2 separate regions of the Mus musculus genome follow, and region 1 is linked to region 2. The links are chromatin contacts, called in public ChIA-PET maps. All regions are on one chromosome and are shown on one strand. Each heading gives the region's core, a stretch centred on a gene start, on an enhancer-like site or on the middle of the called end of the contact. The rest is flanking DNA. Distances are from core to core; before and after follow the strand shown. Region 1 holds the start of Mitd1 (MIT, microtubule interacting and transport, domain containing 1). Region 2 overlaps Mgat4a (mannoside acetylglucosaminyltransferase 4, isoenzyme A).

The links. ChIA-PET counts read pairs in DNA pulled down with a chosen protein or histone mark.
Region 1: an RNA polymerase II ChIA-PET map of effector CD8 T cells shows a contact between it and region 2, with 25 read pairs. The contact joins the promoter of Mitd1 here to the enhancer-like site in region 2. A contact is called at or near these places in 1 of 39 promoter capture datasets (cranial neural crest) and 5 of 115 datasets of contacts at active chromatin or transcription factors (bone marrow-derived dendritic cells, bone marrow-derived macrophages, effector CD8 T cells and 2 more).

The regions. Positions count from the first base shown.
Region 1 is chr1:37,889,058-37,891,787 of GRCm38.p6, reverse strand. It overlaps Mitd1 (MIT, microtubule interacting and transport, domain containing 1), which reads left to right and starts at 1,377. Exons shown (of 7, transcript NM_026913.3): 1 at 1,377-1,628. The coding sequence starts at 1,478. Mrpl30 (mitochondrial ribosomal protein L30) reads right to left here and starts at 1,311. Exons shown (of 6, transcript NM_027098.3): 1 at 1,204-1,311.
Region 2 is chr1:37,477,027-37,480,050 of GRCm38.p6, reverse strand. The region is part of intron 5 of Mgat4a (mannoside acetylglucosaminyltransferase 4, isoenzyme A); the gene reads left to right. Among named protein-coding and RNA genes, the nearest start is that of Gm39627, 25 kb to the left of the region's middle. Within about 2 kb of position 1,475, at least 101 of the 459 cell types and tissues checked have an H3K27ac peak or open chromatin away from gene starts, as enhancers often do. A contact at or near this core is called in bone marrow-derived dendritic cells, bone marrow-derived macrophages, effector CD8 T cells and 1 more, where this site is marked.

The DNA of each region.
Region 1 (2,730 bases), core at 128-2,627, 410 kb before region 2:
AGCACCATCAAAACTGCTTTTTGTTGTTGTTGTTTTTCCTTTTGGTGAGGGAAGGTACTGGGGATTGAACCCATAGCCTTGCATACAGAATATAAGTGCTCTGAGCTGCAACTCATTTCAATACAGTAGGCATTATTCTTATGTGCGTAGCTTTTGGACCTTGAAGCAATTATACTGCCATCTACTGTACAACAACTTTCCTCTGTACTGTTGCAAATACCAGAAAAATGGGGCTGGAGACATGGCTCAGCAGTTATGAGCACTGGCTGCTCTTCCAGAGGTCCCACATTTAATTCCCGGTGACCACCTGGAAGCTTACAAATGTTTTTTTAACTCTATCTAGTTCCAGGGGATCTGACTATCTTCTGGCCTCCATGGGCACTACACGCACATGGTGTAGATATGACAGGCAAAACACCCATACACATAAAAATAAACTGAAAAATACCATTTATCACATGGGATATATAACCTATTTCTATTTTCTAATATGTTAATATATGAGTATACACAGAAAAACAAAAGGCTGCCAAAACCATTTTTCCTCTCCCTCACCCCGAAAGGTTTGCTGGAGTTTTGTTGTTGTTTTGCTTTTTTACAATGGTTATGCACGTAAACAGCTCTTTACCCCTAAACTACAACACCAGCTCGTAAGTGGTTCTTTAATTAATTTCTCTTTCTAAAGGGTCAAGGTATATATCTATAACGAGGAGTGAACATTCCTGAAAATACAGAACACTGAATTTCCCGTGCAATCAACCGCGTTCTCTGAAATCAACAAATGTCTCTCTTCTTCGAATTCCCAGGACGTAAAGGTAGTAGGCAGCCGTCATAACGGCCTCTCAGCCACCAAAAGCAGCTGCTTTAACAAGTGACAATCACAGGGGCCTGCAAAATCACTGTCTTTAATAAACAGCAACTCCAAAAACTCAGCACTCTAAAATCGCAACATCTTAAAATTAAGCAAGTTTTGCCTTCTTAAAAAAAAATAATAAATTTCACTGACGCTTGGATGGCTCGGACCTAGATCTACACGAGTGAGACTCTCAGAGACACGCGCGTCGCAGCACGACTCGAATAAAGTGACAACCTGGCTGCTTTCAGAAGATCAAGAAATAGGTCTGCGGGACCTCCAACTCGAAACAGAAAGAAAGTCATTTCGTAACTGCAGAGAGAGCCTCTAGCTCCCACGACCGCACTCACCGGCGACCGCTGTGTCCACTCCGAACGTCCCCGCAGCCGGAAGGAGAGGAACAGAGGCAGGTGGACCCAGTGCAACATTCAAACCACGCCGTTGCCGTCACAGACCGTACGGTTCTTTGGTTCCGGGAAAGGTTTTTTTTTTTTTTTGTCCCGGCCCATTCACAACGCGCCATAGAAGACAGCGCAGGCGCAGCGGCGTCACGCGTGCGCTTCCTGGAAGCGCAGTGGGTCAGCTCTTGGAATTTGCTGGCGGTGCCCAGGAGTTGTCACAGTGATGGCTAAGTCCAGCCTGGGACAGGATTCCGATAGCACTGCGGCGGTGGCGGTACTAAAGCGGGCAGTAGAGCTGGATGCAGAGTCCCGGTACCAGCAGGCTCTGGTGTGTTACCAGGAGGGGATTGACATGCTCTTGCAGGTTCTGAAAGGTGAGCGAGTTTCGGTTTCCGCTCTGTCTGGGACTGAGCGGAAACTTAAGAAAACGAAACTTACTAACTACCAGGAAGCATTCAAATTCAGGAGTTATATTCTGATAATCTGCAGGACAACGGAGGTGGTGGCCTTTGCAATAGACCGATGTTATCGCTAAGGACCATAAGAGGCATAACCAAATATAATCTATAAGGCTTGATAGGTCTTGCGTTTGAATCAATTTTATTCTTCGTTGTTGTCAGTTTGTGACATGATTTTTCTCCTTCCTCTGGCTCACCTTCCTGCCCTCACCCCAACTATGATCCATTGAGTTTCACTAGGGTGGAAGTTTGTTTACAGAGCTATGTGCACGTTACCAGCGACTACAGCACTGACTAAATTGTCTCTCCCTCCTCCATCAATGATTATATATTCATTCTCAAGATGGGGGTGCATTCCACGGCCATTTATTCTATGTGCACCAACCAGTTGTCAGTCTCTGCAGTCACTACCCGGTACTGGTGGAAGAGGCTTCTCTGACCATGTGGACTACAGCACTGCTCTATGGGCATAAACATAATGAGGTAGAGGGCAGTTTGGCAGATACATCATGTTGATTTAATAAAACTACAGCAGTAGTAGTACGGCCCCTAGGGCCTAGGACCGCCACAGTCTTGATTTTTAGTTAGGTATAAAGTACCAGATGAGAGTCCCTCTTGTCAAGCAGACTTCACATCCAATCAGAAAGCAGTTGGGTACCACATTTACCACGATTGCGCCAATGGGCTCATCTTTCCCAGATGGTTGGTTTTAACAGAGGGAGTGGCTGAGTAAGACATTTCTCCCCCAGCAGCTTGAGTAGCACCATCCAACACCGTGGTACTATCCAACAAGGAGGACGCTTTCAACCAGCTCCAGTTTGTTCTCGACCTGTGGTCAAGGCATGTGGCATCTTTAGCAATAGGGTCTTATGAATGAGTTTTGATGGACATCCAAAAGCAGGGGCAATCCTGTATTGTTTGGGGGGAACTCACAGCCCACTCTCAGCACTGGGGTGTATCTATCTATCTATCTATCTATCTATTTATTTTTCCTATTTATTTGTTTAGTAAGTTGTGT
Region 2 (3,024 bases), core at 226-2,725:
TCTGTCCCAGCTGCCCTTACTTGTTAGGTTATCTTGCCTAGTGCATTCCACCGCATTAATAAACAGGCTTCCGTGTCTGTTATCAGATTAATCTGCTTTTGGGGCTGCGTTTGGCTTCAGGGTGAGATGGCTGTGTGGTGCTGTGTGACGCTGCCCCTGCTCTGTTAGGTTTGTCCCGCTTTCTACACCGGTTTGGTGTATTCCCTTCCCTTCTTCTCTTCATATCCTGTTTTGGCTTCATGCTGCAGTTATCAGTGTTCGGCAAACACTGTTGTCCTTTGGATGTTCTTCCTCCTGTCTTGATTGAGAAAAACTCAGCTAAGCTTCTCCTACAACTGTCCCATAGACTGTCAGGGTTAGTTTTTGTCAACTTGAAACAAACTTATGTACTTGGAAGTAGGAACCGGAGTTGGTAGGTTTGCGTCCATCCAGTTGACCTGTGGACATGTATGTGGGTGCATTTTTCTTGATTATTTAGTGATGTAAGAGAGCCCTGCCCACTGTGATCCTCCTGAAAATGGTCATACTTTTAACTTTTACATTATGACTATGCCCCATTGAGTTAGCTTCTGTCGAGGTATAAGGTAATGTGAAAGTTCCGACCATCACCCATTCATTAACCCAGTTGCTCGTGTTGAGAGAACACTGTGAACACCGTGACCTCTCTGACATATTTATTGAAAATTCAGTGACTGTTAGGTGTGTGTGTTTCCTGTTGTATTTCATTATCTGGATTTGGAGCTAAACCTCATGCCAGCACTTCACCGCCTCCTGTAGGTTGGTGGGAAGTACTGACGCCGCCGCACAGTCTGGTCCTACAGTTTTGGTCTGCTCAGGATTGCTTCAGACGTTGAAGCCCTTTGTGTTTCCAAACACCTTCAGAATCATTGCAGTGACGTCTCTATGGCAACATCTTCAGTTGAGTGTGGTTTTCTTTGTTCTTTTCCTTAAGGCAATGGTCAAGTCATTGACTGCAAGTTTCTTTTCCTTCGTCCTCTCCGTCCCCTCACCTCCCTCTGTCCTCTCTCTTCTCTCAGTGAGTTTGTTGATAGACTCTACTCAGAAACCTTTTTTCTTATTACTTTGTATTCTACTTGTATTTTTATGAGTCACTGAGGGTATGGGCTTTTAGGCTACTGGCTGACAGGGGATAAAGCTGTGTTCTAGGCACCTGGGCGATAATTATATTACTACTTCTACTACTACTATTTTACAAAAATAAACTTGCCAACTTTCCTTCAGCCACAGAGCTCTTCTTGCTTGTCACCTCTGGTCATGAGACAAAGCCATGCCCTCGAGAGTCTGGGAATTTCAGTTGTTAATATTTCAGAGTGAAGCGGGTGGTTCTTGTATCTGCGTCTCATTGATAACGGTTGTGTGATTTCCAGGAAGGAACTTGGGGACGCCTGCTGACTGTCTTAACCACTCCAAAGCTTTCTAAGGCTCAGTCTTTCCTGTTAGATTCTCACTTTGTGTGCTTTGGGTGAGGTTAGTCGCCTGTGCAGTTTTAAACCTTTCCTCCCCTGAAGTACATGAGGCATATTGCCAGCCTCAGCCACGGCTCTCACTCACTGGAATTATGTTTTCTCAGACTCTTTCTCTTGTTGAATGAGTGTTTATTGAAGTACCACTGTGAAGCAGGTGCTGGGGACAATGACAGATAAATTCCCCGATCTGAAATTTGTACAAGAGTATTTCTTTCTGTCACGATGGCTCTCTGTTTTCGGGGGGAGATTAACTCCTAATTTGATGTACAGATTGCTGAGCAGTCCGTGCAGCACTACCGTTGGCTCTCCGATATCTATCCTGGCTGTGAATGTCTGTCCTGGCTCCATTCCCTGAGTTCTGTTTGCATTTTTTCACCTCTGAGACCTCAGAAGTCTTGGGGCTCAGGGTAGCTGGCAGGAGGAGGAGACACAGACCCTGTGACTCTGTCTTGTCTCTGTGGCATTCACAGCCACAGTTCTTTCAGTTTTGCTTTTCTGCTGCTTTGTTCCTAAAAAGATGCACGCAGAGATGATGGGTGGGGTTTTTTTTTTCTTTAGCAATGTAAGCAATTCAAAGCTATAAGCTCCCTCTAAGAACCATGTTAACTATATCTCAAGTTCTTTTTTTTTTTTAAGCTTAAAGAGAAGGAGGGTGGATGTGAATGACTATGAATGGGAGTGTGCACCACATGTGTGGTACCCGCAGGGGCCAGAAGTGGCAGATCGCCCCAGAGCTGGAGTTATAGGTGATGGTTGTGAGCTGCCTGGTATAGTTGCCAGGAACCAAACACAGGTCCCCTGCAAGAGCAGTCACTGCTCTTAACTGCTGAGCCATCTCCCCAGCCCCTGCACCCCATACATGCCCCCTGGTTTTCTCATTCAGATCAGAATACTTTCTAAGTTCCTATGTAATTTTTTCCCTTGACCCATGGGTTACGTAGAAATGTGTTTTTACATTCTTACCTATTTGAGAATTTCTCACAATCCCCACTGTTAACCAATCTCCACTTCAAACCCTCTGTAGTCAGAGAACACCATTTACGTGGTGGTGTCCCTTTCAGCCTTCTCAGTACTCGTTTGTTGGCTTCTGTGCTTCATGTGCGCCCAGAGGAAATGGATCCTGCCTGTATGCTTGCATGACATATTTTCATAGAGGTGTTTAGTAGGTTGAGTTGGTAAAATTACTAGAGTTTAGGGTTAAAGTTTTGTCTTCAGAGTCCCAGTGGGCTAGCCTCGGCTACACATCCAGATGATCATTGATGGGCTAGCCTCAACCACACCTCCAGATTATTGTTGATGAGAACAGAGAAAGGACTTTGCTTCAGTCAACACGGCCATGTGAGACAGAACAATTGAAGGGCTTCAGGACCCAAAGTCTGTCTCCAGGGCCTGATAGAACTTGGAGATTTGGTAGAAACGAGAAACAGAAGGGGCTCTGGAGTTTGCTTGACAGACTGTCAGGAAATCTGGTTCAGGCCAATGCTCTGAGATCTGTGTGTCTCAGTTCTGAATCTGCAAAGCATTCCTTCCATCCCTG